Regions from separate parts of the Rattus norvegicus genome. Here region 1 is linked to region 2. The links are chromatin contacts, called in public Hi-C maps. All regions are on one chromosome and are shown on one strand. Each heading gives the region's core, a stretch centred on a gene start, on an enhancer-like site or on the middle of the called end of the contact. The rest is flanking DNA. Distances are from core to core; before and after follow the strand shown.

What was found. Hi-C and Micro-C count contacts between places; a contact is called where the count stands out from the background.
Region 1: a Hi-C map of Schwann cells shows a contact between it and region 2, with 5 times the contacts expected there. The contact joins two enhancer-like sites. A contact is called at or near these places in 5 of 12 Hi-C or Micro-C datasets (the A7r5 cell line, Schwann cells, frontal cortex and 2 more).

What each region holds. Positions count from the first base shown.
Region 1 is chr9:53,121,460-53,129,105 of GRCr8, reverse strand. No RefSeq gene overlaps it. Among named protein-coding and RNA genes, the nearest start is that of Nck2, 82 kb to the left of the region's middle. Within about 2 kb of position 5,550, at least 23 of the 93 cell types and tissues checked have an H3K27ac peak or open chromatin away from gene starts, as enhancers often do. A contact at or near this core is called in Schwann cells, where this site is marked.
Region 2 is chr9:53,054,906-53,062,815 of GRCr8, reverse strand. No RefSeq gene overlaps it. Among named protein-coding and RNA genes, the nearest start is that of Fhl2, 140 kb to the right of the region's middle. Within about 2 kb of position 2,580, at least 3 of the 93 cell types and tissues checked have an H3K27ac peak or open chromatin away from gene starts, as enhancers often do. A contact at or near this core is called in Schwann cells, where this site is marked.

The sequences.
Region 1 (7,646 bases), core at 4,301-6,800, 63 kb before region 2:
CAATTGGCCAGCCCTCAGGATCACATTTTCTTGATTCCTAACCCATGGCAACCATTTTCATACTCCTCACCTTCTTCTCTCACTCACAATTCTCTCTTGACAGCCTCCCCACCCCAGACCTGGGAACCCTTAAATCTGCCTATGTCTCTTCTGCTCAGCTATTGGCTGTTGGCATATTTATTTACCAATCAAAAATACCTCGGGGAGCAAGGTCACATAGCATCACTTGGGTCTACATGCAGACTCTCTTGCCTCGGGGGGACCTCCACTTGGCATTACAATACACAGCAAAAGACCAAACCTCAACGCAGTCATTTCCTCTAAACATTCAGGAGCAGAGGGCAGTGTGAAGTGAGAAAGGTAGGAATAAGGACTGCCATGCTGCTATGAAAGGAACAAATAAAGAGGGTGGTTATGGCTTTGCTGGGGTGACAGAGAGTCCAAGGCTGAGAAGGAGACTGAAGGTCCTTCCAAGAGGGAGAAGAGAAACTCTGTGCTAGGAAGCTAAGTAGAGAAAGCTAAGTTTTGGTGGATACTTTGGCATGCAGTGATTAATAAGATTTGGTTTCAAATACTTGGAGGTGTATTCATGACAAATTGGCCTGAGGTATTTTGTAGAATATATGACAGGAAGTGAGGGATGGGGGCATACTGACCTCAGTTATATTTGCAAAGAGGGGATAGCAGTGTTAGGTAGGTAATAGAACACACACACACACACACACACACACACACACACACACACACACACATCCACCCACAACCCATAACTACATACTCTGGATCTTCCCTGAAGGGCAGACAGACTGATTACAAACTCTATTGCTAGGATGGTGAATGCTATGTTTCTGCTGGCTTGGCATAAAGTACAGGCAGAAGGGGTCTGGGTTCAGCACACACCACTTAACTTCTTGTCACTTTCTTTCCTCGTGTGTTCTTCCCCTTCCCCATCCCTAGTGAATCAGCCAGCTCAGTGGAAGCAGCTGAGTCCTCTTCCCTGGTACTCATCAGGAGAACGTCTCTCTGCTTAGTTTGCTTGGTGATACATCCAGTTGTGGTCCATACTTCCCTGGGGGATATGAACCCATTTTGCCTCTGCCAAACCTTTCTCCACACCCTAATCCAGATCTCGCAGGAAGGTTTCAGTCACAGTGCACTTTCCTGTCTGGACACCCTTTTCTGTGCACTCAATTAGACTGTAAAGAAATGAACTTGTAGTCAAAGTTACTGATGGAGTGATTGACCTATACCAGATGTCTGTCTCATTTCTTTCAGGGGGTTCATCTCCTTTAAAGGCGAAGAGGGAGATAGACAGAGGTCCAGAGCTGGAAGCATCTCTTCTCTTTTGTGGCAACTGTCAATTCTACACAGTGATGTGATCATGATGTTCTACTTAAGGAGAAATGAGTTGAACTTGTTGATTTAAGGCAGAGCTCCTGTGGCATTCAACCAGTGCCCAAGCTGCACTACGTCCTCCTTGTCCAGAAAGATGAGATGAAAGCCATCCTAAGGATCTAACAAGCTGAAAATACATAGGCAATACCATATAAAAGATAAGCAGTTGTTCTCTGAGTAGAGTCAGTCAGTCTACAGTGAGCTGTGGGAGCAAAGGGTCAGGAAAGTCAAGCTTTCTGGTGCTCACCCCATATGGCCGTTTACCTAAAGCTCTGACCTCTTCTCCTCACGATTATCCTGTCAGTGGCCTTGTTGACAGCAACACCAACTGCCTCCCTCAGTGCCACTGCCTTCCCTCTCTGTGGTGATTTGAATGAAAAAAAAAATCCCCCACAGGCCCACACATTTGAACACTTGGTCCCTGAGCGTGGTGCTTCTCAGAAAGGTTATGGAACATTTAGGAGGTTCAGGCCACCGTGGACAGGCTTTGACATTTTATAGTCTGGTTCTACTTCTTGCTTTCTTTCTTTGCTCCCTCCTGACTGCCTGGCTGGCTGGCTCATAATTTAACCCTCGATGGACTCTATCACCCTGGAACTGTAGGCAAAACCAAACTCTTCTTTGCTCTGTAATTTTTGTCAGGAAATTTTATTACAGCAAGGCAAAAGATATTCTTAAAGATATTCTTTTACTCATCATCTGGGTGGCAGTGTGCACTGGTCAGCCCTGCACCCTCAGTCTGGACTAAAACTGGTTTCCACTGAAACAGAAGGAAGCCTTTCTTTGTCCCTTTCCACTGCAAAGATCTTTTATTATTACATACCCACCCGCAGGGTAAGGAGTTGATAATAGCAAAATTATCGAGTACTCAGTCCACTGGAAGCAGGGGCTGGGCATACATTAGTACTTCTCTCTGTCTGCTCTTTTCTGTGGGAGTGAAATGCCTGGGGCAAATCCATACTCAGAACATTTTTCAACCCCAACATTTCCCTGAGGGTTGATTATATCTGAACTGTTAATAGTCTTAAATTATGCCATTAACCGAGTTCTCAGGACCTGTTGAATTGGAGCAGGAACCAAGCCAGACTCTGATGACTAGCGGGGCCTCGATTCTTTTCCTCAATCCCTTTGGCATAAAAATGCCCTATCCATGAAATTGGCCTTGATGTGTGGTTCTATTGTCCCTCTCGTTTTTCCAATAACCTGGAACCTTTAGCTTTTTCTGGGTGAACCACAATAGGTCTATATAGCTACTCACTATACTCGGGAGCCATTTGCTGAATTCAATCCAATTTAGATTTGGGACAAGACAGTGTGCTCTTCTTCCCTGGAATTTGCCCTCAAGGGAGACTGGGCAAATTGTCAAGGACGGATGTCTCCCTTCCTGTGTTTCTGTCACTCCCCCATCCCGAGAACATCCTCTCTCCTCCCCTGTTGCTTGGCATCTCCCTCTACCTCTCAGTAACTGGTCACCTCCTACCTGCTCTTGGCACCCTAGCCTGAGACTCTCCATTTGCTTCTTCAAACGCCACAGGCTCAGAGCTCACCCCTATGTGGTCCTGCAGACATTAAGGGAAGCTGAGGTCAGAAAGCTGAGGCCAGAGCCCAGCCTCCAAACTTTGGCTCCATGGTCCCCTGCTAACTGGTAGTTCACTCCCAGGATCTCAGGGAATTCCATTGTCTGTGTTGCCCATCCTGGATCTGTTCTTCCGCTAACCTAAACTGAGCCAGACATGGGGGTCCTGACTTTGAGTCCCTCCTCATTCATAAACACATGCTTGGACCTCACTGGGGACATTGAAGTAAAGTCCTTGACCTCCTAGCCATTCATCTGAAATGATGAACAGAAACTGAAAACGATCTTGCAGGGATCCTTGATGCTACCAGGACCACTGCTCTATTGGTTGAACAAATCCATGTAGTATGCAAAGTACTTTGTCCTTCCTGTTTCATAATTCCAAATCCCCAGAGACTTGTTTTTTGTTAGTTAGGAGTTCAGCTTGCTGGCCATTAGGCTTCTCTAATAGCATCTATCCCTTGCTCATCCGTCCATCCATCCATCCATCCATCCATCCATCCATCCATCCATCCATCCTTTATCCCTTGGAAGCAGGCATGTGCTAGAGAATGGAAAACAAATGATGCAGAAGCATCTTCCAGGCTCCCCTTGCCTTCCAGGAATTGATCATCCACAGAGGGAGACCGGGTGGGAAGCCTGGCACCTGTCACGGAGAGCAATGGGTCAACTTCTCAGAGCCTTGCAGTCTCCAGGCACATTCACGCCTCCCACTTACTACCTGTGACATCCTGTGGATGAGAAGTTCAAGACTTTGATGTGGATTTAAAATAAGAGAAACAGAAAGCTCTTGACGAAAAAGAAGCCTCTCCTGTATCTCTTAGAAACTGCTAGAGTTTTGCTTTCTGAATAGTTTCTCCCTCTGCCCCCACAAGTACCCGCTAAAGTACAGTTTCACAGCGATGCTGTGTAGTGTCAGGTATGTTTGCTGACGTGGGCCTAATGGGCTTATAGCTTTCAAGTTAGACCAGGACTTTGTTATGATACCAGGGCAGAAGAGGAAAGGTGGAAGGAACTGAGTGGGCTGGGAAGAGAGAGGAGGAAGCTAGGGGTTCTTTGCTCGGATGCTCTGGGGCTATGGGAGGATCTGGAATGGGAGGCCTTGAAAACACTGTAGTGTGGTGTTTGCGCTGTGGCCTCATGGGGCAGTACAGCCTGCATCTGCAAGCATTGTAGGTTGAGTGATGAGCTCTTGCAAGTGAAAGCTGTCAGAATAAAGGCTTAGGCAGGGCAGGGCAGGGCAGGGCAGGGGTTGGTCCTCTTGCTCCTCTAACATAAATGAGACGTTGATTTTCTTTTCTGCCCATTGACCTGGGGAGTTCTTTCCATTTGGCACTGAGAAGTGAGCATTCCCTGGTTACTGCTGGAAGATGGCAGAGAGCCAGTTTGAATGGGGGTCATTCCTAATGAATCCAGACTGAAACCAAGCAGTGACTCGAGAAGCCCTCACCACAAGCCAGAAAAGAGAAGGGGAGGGCTCAAGGATCCGTGCTGTGTGTTCAAAGTTGGAAGCGCTGAATCAGAAGGAAGCTGAGTCAATACTGTTTGGTATTTTATTTGTTTTTCTGTAAAAATGTGTTGTTCTATGCCTTGTTGGTGACATTATTTGTTTGAGTTAAACATCTGCTGTGTGCTAGTCTCTGTTTCCCACTCAGGTTTTCTTAGACTAAGTCTTTTGCCTTTGGGCACAGCTGTCTTAAATGGTTGCCTGCCTCTTACCCCCTCCATCCCCTCTTGCTTTAACTCAGTCCAGAAAGTAAAGGACATGGAGTTCACCTCCAATGTAAAGCTTGCTCCAGGTCCTTATGTATGAGCAGACAGGACTTGTCTTTTGATACCTGAGGAACCATAATTGGGGCATCTTGTCCCTAAATTCAAGTTAAAGTGCTACCTAGCAAGTGTTAGTCTTCTGCTTCTTGGCTTATCGAAGAGGTAGAAGAGAGGCAGCCCCTGAGGCAGAACCACTTTATTTGCAACACAGAAGTCTTAGAGCGGAGTTTTCTGACTAGTAGATAACCAGGAAACCCGCCTCTGCTCTCTGGGGTCACAGAAATGTCAGTCTCCAAAGTCATTAATCCTATGCGAGCAGCAGCCATGTGGACAGGGACTACAATAGAGCTCTCTTTCCCTGGAGTCAGGATGTTTGGAAACTGCAATTTGATTGTCACTGGATAAATCACCACTGTACTGTGTGGGGATAAATAGAGACCAGAAGGAAAGTGTTGTGTCCAGGGTGCCTAACGGTGCCGCTGCCAACATTTCCCTCACAGCAGCCGGCCCACAGCTATGTAGGGAAAAAAGAGGACTTTCTTTTTTAAAAAAGAAAAAAAATAATATTCTCAGAACTAAAACCACTACCTTCGTCTGGAAAAGTACCTGAGCCTGATCTGAAGGAAAGTCCCCCTTGAACACTCAGAGTTGTTAATTCACTCGTAAGAATTTCCTCCTGGTTCAAAACTACCACAGAGACGGATCAGAGGGTTCTGCTTGGAAATGGCGCTGGATGTTTACACGGGGCCATCCTTTTTCAGCTGCTTCGTGATGGAGGGTTGTGGACGGCCATTGTTTCCTTTGTTCCCTCAGCTTGGAAAACAGAAAACATAACGTCCAAGAGACACAGCTTGTACTGAACTTACACACAGTCCGGGAGCCAGGGGTTGGGGTGGGAGGCGGTTGGGGAGATGGGGCGCAGAGAGGATCTGCTATTGGTTGTTTGATGGGCCATGACCTTCAGACTATATCCTTTCTTTTTCAGTTCTGCTTGGAGGGAAAAAAACGTCCTCCTGGCTCTATGAAGCACGTGGGGTAACTGAACACCATGCTCTCACAGGGTCTGCATTTTTGTAAAAATTGGTTGTAAATTCCAGTTTCTGAAGGTTGATTAAAAAGTCCTTCAGAGATTCTGTGTCAGATAGCTAAAGCCTTTCTCAGATGATTGAACTCAGGTGGAGGGAATACAACGTTGCACCGTCTGTATGCCAGCAAACATCAGCCCACAGGTATGACAAGAAGCTCACACTATAACAAAGGATCTGGACTTCCTAGTGCCTAGGACTTCCTGTGGTCCCTTATGTGATCAGCCACGTAGTTCAGTCTTGTGTTTGCTAAATTTTTGCTTTTTACACCTTGTTTATTTGTTTTGTGCCTCCTGCATTCTTCAGGTTTTCAGTGTGACCTATCACTCCAGCCAGTCTCCCCACCTTAAAATTCCACCTAAAATAATCTTCTAAATTACCTTACATTGGGATTATGTTCGTCCATTCAGCAGTCTCTCTACCCATGAGGAACACATTCGAAGACGCTGCACTCCAGTGCATTCTGAGACCACACACAGGACTGAACCCAATATATTTCATTTGCCTTTCCATGCATGTATACCTGTGATAAAACTTACTTGATAAATTAAGGGCAATAAGATATTAACATCAATGCTAATAAATTATAATAGTATAATAAAAACAACACAAATGGGGTCTTTCTCTCATATTTTATTATATACTATACATTTCATCTATGACTGACCACACGGGAACTGAAACCACAAGAATTTGAACAACAAAGAGAAACTTGTATATAGCCTCTTTTCTTCCAAACCACACAGTAAACTCTGTAGAATCAGGACTGATATAATTTAATCTTTTGATCATAGTTATGGCCCAATATTGTTCTTTAGAAATATTGGGGACTTAAGAGAACTTTATTCCTCAAGTCCACCCACATTAACACCCAGGTGCAGGTGATGATGCCTATTTTCAATGAGAATGGAGTCATGGAGCTGTGTGCTCTTGTTAGATTGCACTAGCAAACAGGACAGGAGGGCCTTGGCTCTCTTTCTACCCCTAAGGGCTTACTCTGGGCTAAGAGAATCATTGGTAAGCTTAGGGGGTTTTCTAAGAAGGTTTGGAACCCGCCACCCGCACTAACACTAACATCCTGCTAACATCATACAGTTAGCTATCCTTATCCACAGGTTTGAATCTATAGGTTAAACCAAGTCCAGAATGAGAACAATCGAAAGAAAACCACATCTTTACCAGACAGTTTGATTTTCCTGTCTCCCCACGTCAAACAGCAGCATGCCTACTACTTACACAGAATTCTCATGAGATTACACGTCACAGTGCTCTGTAGACAGCTTACAAGAGGATGAGAACAGGTCATGTATAAACACCATTTTATACAGGGGACTTGCACACCCATGAACTGAGTGACTGAGGAGGATTCGAGAGTAAACCATAGACATCTGCTCCCTGCTTGACATGCTCTAGTGGGTCCTGTGCCTGGCAGGCCTTGTGTGTCAGCTGGCTACAGATGGGCTGTGTGCCAACAAGGAAAGGAACAATGAGCCTATTGTTGCCAGTCTCCTGAACGCTATACTCTTATTTGATACAGCCTAATAGCTCCCTGGTTTTCTTTGGCATCTATGACCCATTTTTTTAAAAAATCAAGATAAACATATGGTTTATTTCTAATGTTCTTCTCAGAAAAAAAGCAATGTCCTTTCCCCAGTTCCATTAACATACGTTGTTCTTTAAATTTAATAATTTTGGGGTTGGGGATTTAGCTCAGTGGTAGAGCGCTTGCCTAGGAAGCGCAAGGCCCTGGGTTCGGTCCCCAGCTCTGAAAAAAAGAACCAAAAAAAAAATTTAATAATTTTATTAGATAACTTTTACAG
Region 2 (7,910 bases), core at 1,331-3,830:
ACCCTAAGAAAGAAAGAGGTGGAAAAGAGAGAGAGGAAGATTTCTGGGGCTGGAGCCTGACTTTGCTCCTAAATAAATGAGCTGGGAAATCTGCAGGCAGGCTTAACCCTGGAGGGGGCCTGCTGCTTGGCTGAGGGGAAGTCTGCAGCTCTTTCTCAGGGGATCGAGGCATGCATGGACATGTGCGTGCGTGCGTGCGTGCGTGCGTGCGTGCGTGCGTGCGTGCGTGCGTGTGTGCGTGTGTGTGTGTGTGTGTGTGTGTGTGTGTAAAAGGAATGAATATTCCTGATGGAACAGTGCAATGTTCCATGCATGTGGATAAAGTTACCACACATAGGAAGTAAAAACGAAGTCTTCAAGAATCACCGAAAGGCTGAGGGCCAACCAAAGGAAGCTGAACAGATTCAGCAATGCATGGGAAATGAGTCCCAAGTGGCTCAGAAAGGTTTTTTATTTTTCCCCTTCACCTTGCTAAGGTAGATATTACATTGAAAATTCTCTTCCGTTCTCTGGGATAAACTGAAGGATGGACAATTTTGCTACTGAGAAACGAAGACTACAGGATAGAAGGGGGAAAAGCAGATCCTGACAGAGGTCCCATGAGACTTCTTCTCTACCAGGCTTTTTCTGTTTCCATTTCCAGGCAAAACACAGCATTTGAAAATACTCTAGTCACCACATAGAGAGCTTTCAAATGTATAGTTAACAGGATGCAGACTGCAGTAACAGAAGGGAAAACTTGGGTAACAAGAAAGAACATCCATTTTCTTTTGTTCAGTTATAATGAGGGATTTGCTGGTATCAGATCCTGCCTGGTACGGGCCTGACATCCTTAAGAGATGAGCACCATTTCGGTTCCCAGCTTTGCTCCAGCTCCAAGCTCATCCCTATCCTGGGAATAAAATTTGGGTTTTCTGGAGATGTGCATTAACCTTGCTCGCCTCTGAGCTTCCCAGGAGTTGCCATGGGCCTGTGTGGAGTATTTACGCACACTTTAGTATCTTATCACCAATGGACCAAACAGCACTCCCCAAAGTTGAGCAGGCTTTTTCAAAGCTTAATCCCCTTGACTGGATTTTAGGTATCCCCCACTAACAGGTAAATCTCTAAGTTTTTTTTTTCTTTTCTTTTTTTCGGAGCTGGGGACTGAACCCAGGGCCTTGCGCTTGCTAGGCAAGCGCTCTACCACTGAGCTAAATCCCCAACCAACAGGTAAATCTTAAAATCTGCTGAAGGAATTCCCTGTACATTATCAAGTGATTATATTTAAATCTCACCTCATGAGAACTTGTATCTTTGGCCTCCGATGCAGCTGTCATAGGGTACCATATGGATATGAGGGTGGGCTCAGGCACAGCAAACATGTCCCCTGAACTGCCCATATCTGAGCAGAGAGAGGGATGGCCCATAGATAGTGTCACACAAGTGGGGTTCCAGAAGCAAGATCCTTGAAGGAGTTCAGTTCCTCCCCCACAGGAAGTGGCAGGCAGTTGTGGGTCTCTGAGGGAAGAAGGCCACCTGCCCTTATCTGTGTTTGCACTAGGGTACTGCTTAGTGTTAAACCTGGCTTCAAGTGTCATAAAAAAAAGTAGGCCAAGGCCAGGAAGAGGAGGTGTCAGTTGTGATCTGTTGAGAGGAAAAGAAAGGCTTAGTCAAGGCAAAAGGAGACTTGAGCACCCAGAAGGGTTTGAGGTCCGTTGGAAAGTAACCATTAGACTCGGGCTTGTCCTTATAGCTCACCACGGTTACAACATCCTCATCTCTGATTCCAATAATTCACCATGCTTTCAGCATCCTCACTCCTGATTTTGACGGGGATCAGACTCTGGATCTTACACCAGGAAATCACTCTCATCCTAGTCCATCCTCTGAATACCCTGTGACTTCTAGGAGGCCTCAGCTTCCTTTCCTGAAAGAGTTTTACTGTGGGCTGCCCTCAGGCCTTTCTATTCTATTCTAGGTCCCTTTCTATTGAAACAGTCTCTTCTTAGTAGTGGTCTCTCGTCCTTGTCCCCAAGCTAGAGACCTTAGTCATTAGAACACCAACATCTCTACCAAAGAAACATTGTCCAGCAGACTAAATGCTCATAACCTTGCCCCTCACCTTCACTTGAGTGATTTCTCTCACCCCGCCCAAGCCCCATCCTCTGCTCCTTACATAGTCTTGACCCTAGTAGACCTTGAGCCCAGAAGCTTTCCACCCATGAATTGGTCATGGAAGTCAGGGTGTGGCTAACTGATACTTTGCCATATCTTGTCCATCTAGAATCATCCACCATACGGCTCATCTCCTTGTCACCTTCTTACTTCAATAGTTCACGACATATGCCTGCAGGGAAGCAGAGGGGCTTTTACACCCAGCAAAGAGTGTTTGGAGTCAGGTCCGCTCGAGCACAGAGATGTCAAAGCTGCTCAAAATGAGAATGGAACTTGAACTCTTTGGATGGCATAACTATGACATCATCAGCGGACTTGAGAAGCTGACTAACTTGTTAATCTGTGTCTGCAATTTATCAACACAGACACAGCCTTTGTTCCACAGAACCCCCTGTCAGTGGAGGAGTCGGATTCCTAGTCTTACTGCTCTCTGACCTCTAGTGGCAGAAAGTGGCTCTGCTACCTTCTTGTGGTGTCCCTGAATCTCTCAACCAGCTCTCCACTTCCATTTCCATTGAACAGCTTGACCCCAACCTCTGAAACTGCCTCTTTGTCAAAACCCCTGTACTGGCTGACTTTGTGTGTCAACCTGTCACAATCTGGTGTTATCACAGACAAAAGAGCCTCTATTGAAGAAATGCCTCCATGAGATCCTGCTGTAAGGCATTTTCTCAATTAGTGATCAAGCAGGGAGGACCCATTGTGGGTAGTGCCATCCCTGGGCTGGTAGTCCTGGGTTCTATAAGAAAGCAAGGTGAGCAAGCCAATAGGCAGCACCCCTCCATGGCCTCTGCATCAGCTCCTGCTTCCTGACCTGCTCGTGTTCCAGTCCTGACTTCCTTTGGTGATAAACAGCAATGTGGATGTGTAAGCTGAGTAAACCCTTTCCTCTCCAACTTGCTTCTTTGTCATGATGTTTTGTACAGGAATAGAAACCCTGACTAAGACAACCCCCTTCACAGTTACAAGTCCCAGAAATAGATCCACAATGCACCTGGGACCCAGCTGGCTGCAAACTCACCCTGACCTATGGGACTATCTTAGCTCTTAGTTTTAGGGACCTCTACCTCTACCACTGAGGCTATCTTTGAACTGTGGTCTTGCTAAGCTTTCTCTGAGCTGGCACATAGGTGATATAGCACATGTCCTTACTACTTAGGCCAATTTGTGTATTTCCCACTTGAGTTGTTGTTGTTCTTAGCATAAGTCTCATATGTCCTAAGCTGGCCTCAAACTCAATATGTAGTTGAGGATGACCTTGAGCTTTTGATTCTCTGGCTTTCACTGTCAAGTGGTAGGATGAGTCCTGGTATTATAGACGTGCATCACCACCTTGTTTCATGCAATTCTTGAACCCAGAGTTTTATGCATGTTAGGCAAGCACTCTACAAATTGAGTTACATTCCCACCCCTTACCATTTGCATTCTTAAGTATAGGTGTACTTAGAGTTCCATGCTGAGTCCGGAACCTAAGGTAGCTCCAAGGCATATTCGGCAGAGCTGCTCTCCCTCCTTCATGGAACGGTGGATGGAGATGGTTCTGTGACAGTCTAAGCCACAGGGCTCCCTGTAGACAGCTCTGATGAACCATGTCTCCAGACATGTAACCAAAGGAACTACAACCTCTGGATATCACAGTAACAGTTCAAAGCCAGGCAGGCCCACAGACCTAGCTTTGAGAAGCATGGTCTGGGTGAGACGTTAGAAGGGAACTAACCAGTCTGGTCACAAAGTTCGCCTACATAATTTCCAGCTGCTGCTCTAAATCAATCTCCTGTCTAGAAAACCCACTCTGCCTACACTGTTTCTCCAGCACTGTCATCTGCTCCCTCCTCCTTTCACCAAATCCCTGGTGTAGTTCCCTATCTCCATCGGTGAACCTTCGTGAAGCATCTTCTGGTCACACCTGCGAGTGCCACCTTGCCTGTTGCCACCAGGAAATACCAGCCCTTGCTTTGCTTCCTGGGGTCTCAATTTTACAAGAAGAAAATAGACACTAAACTTGTCTGTTCTTTCAAGTGTAGGTTTGGTGGGACATTTAGCTTTGGAGAGAAGTGGAGAGGAGAGGAGAGAGAGCCCTTGCTCGGGAGGGAGAAGAGAAGAAAGACCATTCAGGATAGTTTTTCAGTGCCACTAAAGATGCTCAGCCCCAAACCAAACAAAGCACAGGGCAAGTGTTTCCCTTCCTTTTCAGACAACCCCTTCCGGCAGTAGCTAGGAGAGCTAACACTGTTCGTACAAAGCCACCCCCAGGCTCTCCAATTCTGCTTTAAGGCACTGCTCAGGACTTCTGGGGGTAGCCTGCTGTGCTGGCCACTTAGATAACTGGAGCTATCAACAACACTGGATCCAACAGCATACGTTCATTCTCCTTATCTCACATTTTTGCAAGCTTTCTTGATACAAAATTCTCTTACAAAGCTGGATGAACACGATCCCAGATGAATGAATAAGAGAAAGAAGTAAATGTGACATGGACTGACATTCGGCCTTTAAGAGGAGGAAGGCGGTATCTGTTACGCAGATGAACCTGGAAAGTGATATGTTAAGTGGAATAAACCAGATGTTCAAAGAGAAATACTGTAGTTCTAGTTAGAGGGGCTTGATGGAGATCTATTCACAGAGGCAGAAATGAGAATCATGGTTAACAGGGGCCAGGAGAGGTGGGGAGAGGATGAATGGGGAGCTGGTGTTTAATAGGACAGAGTGAGGGTTCCCGATAATTTAAAGTTCCTGGGGCAAAATGGTGTGAGTGCACTTGACATCAATGAACTGTATGCCTGGGAAGGGATGAAGTTGTAAACTAAGTGTCCTGTGTAATTCACCATGGTGGAAATGGGTTTTGAATCAGCAGACACACAGTTGTGTTAAAGCAGCTGCTGATAACAGAGACTCGCCCATCCAAGAAATACCCAGAATGCCTAGGGTGCTGTGGAGCAGGCCAGTCCTACTACATCCACTTGTAGTCCACATATACACCTTTATTCTAGTGGAGAGCATAGAAAGAGGTAAACAGAAAGAATCAATAGTTTGGGATATCGTCGTGCCATATAGAGACTAAGGTAGGTAGGACAGAGCAGAAGGATGCTGGTAGGATCCAGCTTTCAGGAAACAGGGTTTGAAGAGACCAGGGTGAGTTCCATGATGGAAGGAAGTGAGATCTGGAACTAAGACTGTGGGGGAAATCAGGGAATACTTAAGCCTGTTTAGATCCTGATGAGCAGGGTGAATGGAGAAGGGAGTCTGGAGGAGGGCCTTGGTGTGTGATTAGGTGTTCTTCTGTGGTTACAAGAATCTTGAGAAAGATTCAGGCATAAAGCCACTGGATCAGAGCTTGGAAATAGCTAATTTCTTTCTGGTGTTTCTTGAAGCCTCCATCGGAAGGAAGGAAAAAGAGAGCTGGAGGGCCATCCAGTGTGGTGTTCAGAAAGAACACAGGCCAACATGGAACAATGAGGTAGGGAAGGAGTAGTTAGACCACCAGGGTGTATTTTATAAATGTAAAGACAGCAGGACCCAAGGGCGAAAGAGATACTTGGTGTAGGAGAACTGAACAGCATAAAGTCCAGGGTGTGTTTAGACAACATGGAACTGGTATGGATGTCTGGTCTGCATCAGCTAAAACATGGCTGACGCTGAACGCCCAAGGGTCTAGGATTCAGCACCAAATGGCCCAAGCTGGAGGCCCCAAGACCCCAAAATAAATGACTTTGTAATCTGCTCTGTAACTGTTTCTGGCAGAAAGCCACTTTTTTGTGACTGTCTAAATATGGCCTTGAGGTGAGAGGCCTGGGCCTTTTCCTTTGCCAGTTCTGCATGTCTGTATGTATTTGTGGCAACCTACAGATTCTGTGCTGGTATTCATGTGTATCTATGCCTTCGTGTGCTAGCATATGTCTGCTGGCATCTGACTGCCTAGTAGCCTGTGTGCTGATGAATAAAGTATCCCTCATCACCCTACAGCTCCTCAAAAATGTCTTCAACCTCCTCCAATGACCTTACCTGACATCAAGGATAAATTTCACAAGACAGAAAGTAGCCTGGCTGCCTCAGTGGGTGGGGAATGGCATTACTGGACCCACTGATCTAGATGCACAGGAATTGACATGTTAGAATTAGGATGCCATGCAGGCATTTGGAAGACAGTCTGGCAGAAGGTTTCTAGTCACTGAGTAGATAAAGCATTAATAATTCAAAACTATGAAGGGTATTGCTTTCCTGAGAAACCAGGGGAAGACAGATAAGGAGCCAGCAGCTGTTTGGATGCTCTGTTCCTCTCCATGCAATGCCAACCTCGCAGTTCTCCCAAATTCTTCTCCTCACACAGCTGTTGAAGGGCCAAGGAGTCTTCCTTGCCCAACTCGAGGTGCCCTGTTGCTGCACATCGGCAGTCTGCTTGAAGCTCAGATCCTCTCCGTCCTGGTACAGAACAGCATGCTCCGTAGAGGCAGGACCACAACACCATCAGGCCCATTTGAAGCCAACTGTTGTGGTTTCCAGAACTGAGATGCTTATTTGAGGTGATAGAGATGGATAGGGGACGGAGAGGAGCCCACGGAGGCTGGCATGTTCTTTGATGCGTGCCTCAACTGCCCCAAAGGAGCGCTGGGCTCTTCAAAGAGAGCATTTCACAGTGTGTCTGCATCTTCTCAGAACACTAGGATCAATCAGTCTTACCCCAATAATTAAACCAGAAGAAAAAAAATGACTCCAGATAATTTAGCTAAGAAGACGTTTAATTTTGATTCTTTTTTTGTTTTGTTTTGTTTTTACAGTGCATTGTGCAAGTGATGCAAGCGTACGGATTCATTGGAAAAAATGCAAAGAAAGCCAATAAAGCAAAAGGCCTCCCTGGAGATGTTTCCTTCCCTTCTCTTCCGCAGAAGTAATTACTCTATTGGCCTACTGGGTCTAATCTCAGCGCATTTTCGATGCGTGCAAAAGCATTTATACCCACACATGTAAATGTACAATTTTTCTTTGAATGGGGTGTGTTTCCAGAAAGATGACATTAAATGTCTACACAACAATTTTGCCTTTCCTTTTCTCTTTAATAATGTGAGTAGGAACTGGTATTCATACGTGTCTGGAGCCACTAGCCACATATGCTGAGTCTAAATTAATTGAAATTTAATACAGTTCAAAATTCAGCTACCTAGAGAGGCTAAGTGCTATGCTTCAAGTGCTTAGTTATCCACACCCACTTAGGGCTATCAACTGGCAAGAAATACACGGTGCTTCGCTTTCCTAAACATTCTATACCACGGTGCTGGGAGAGACGTTTCTGTGTCAGCAAATGTTTTCTATCCCATGATAAAGCTGTTCTGGAGTTAGGAAGGACTTGTCTTCAAGCCTCCAGTAACGGGAGAACACTCAGTGGGCATACTTTTCATGTGAGAAGTAGGTCACTCACAGCAAACAGGTTCTCCGAGGGGGGCAGAAATCAATTCTGCAAGCATCTGAGGTGACAGGAAGACATTTAGGGCTCACCGACCTCTGCGAATCATTATTTTGCCTTAACTTTTAACTGTTCAGTTTCTCTTATCGCCCCTGTACACTACTGTTCAGACTCTGACATCATCTCCTTCTCTTCTGGTTTTCTCCAGCCCCACAATGTCTTCTTTTGAATGGAGTGGCTTCCATGATCATGGGACTCTGTGTATCTGCTGCTGACTGTTTTGGGTACGTATTCCACAGGGGCATGCTATTTATTCTAAGATTGGAGAATGAGTATTGATAAACACACCTCACTG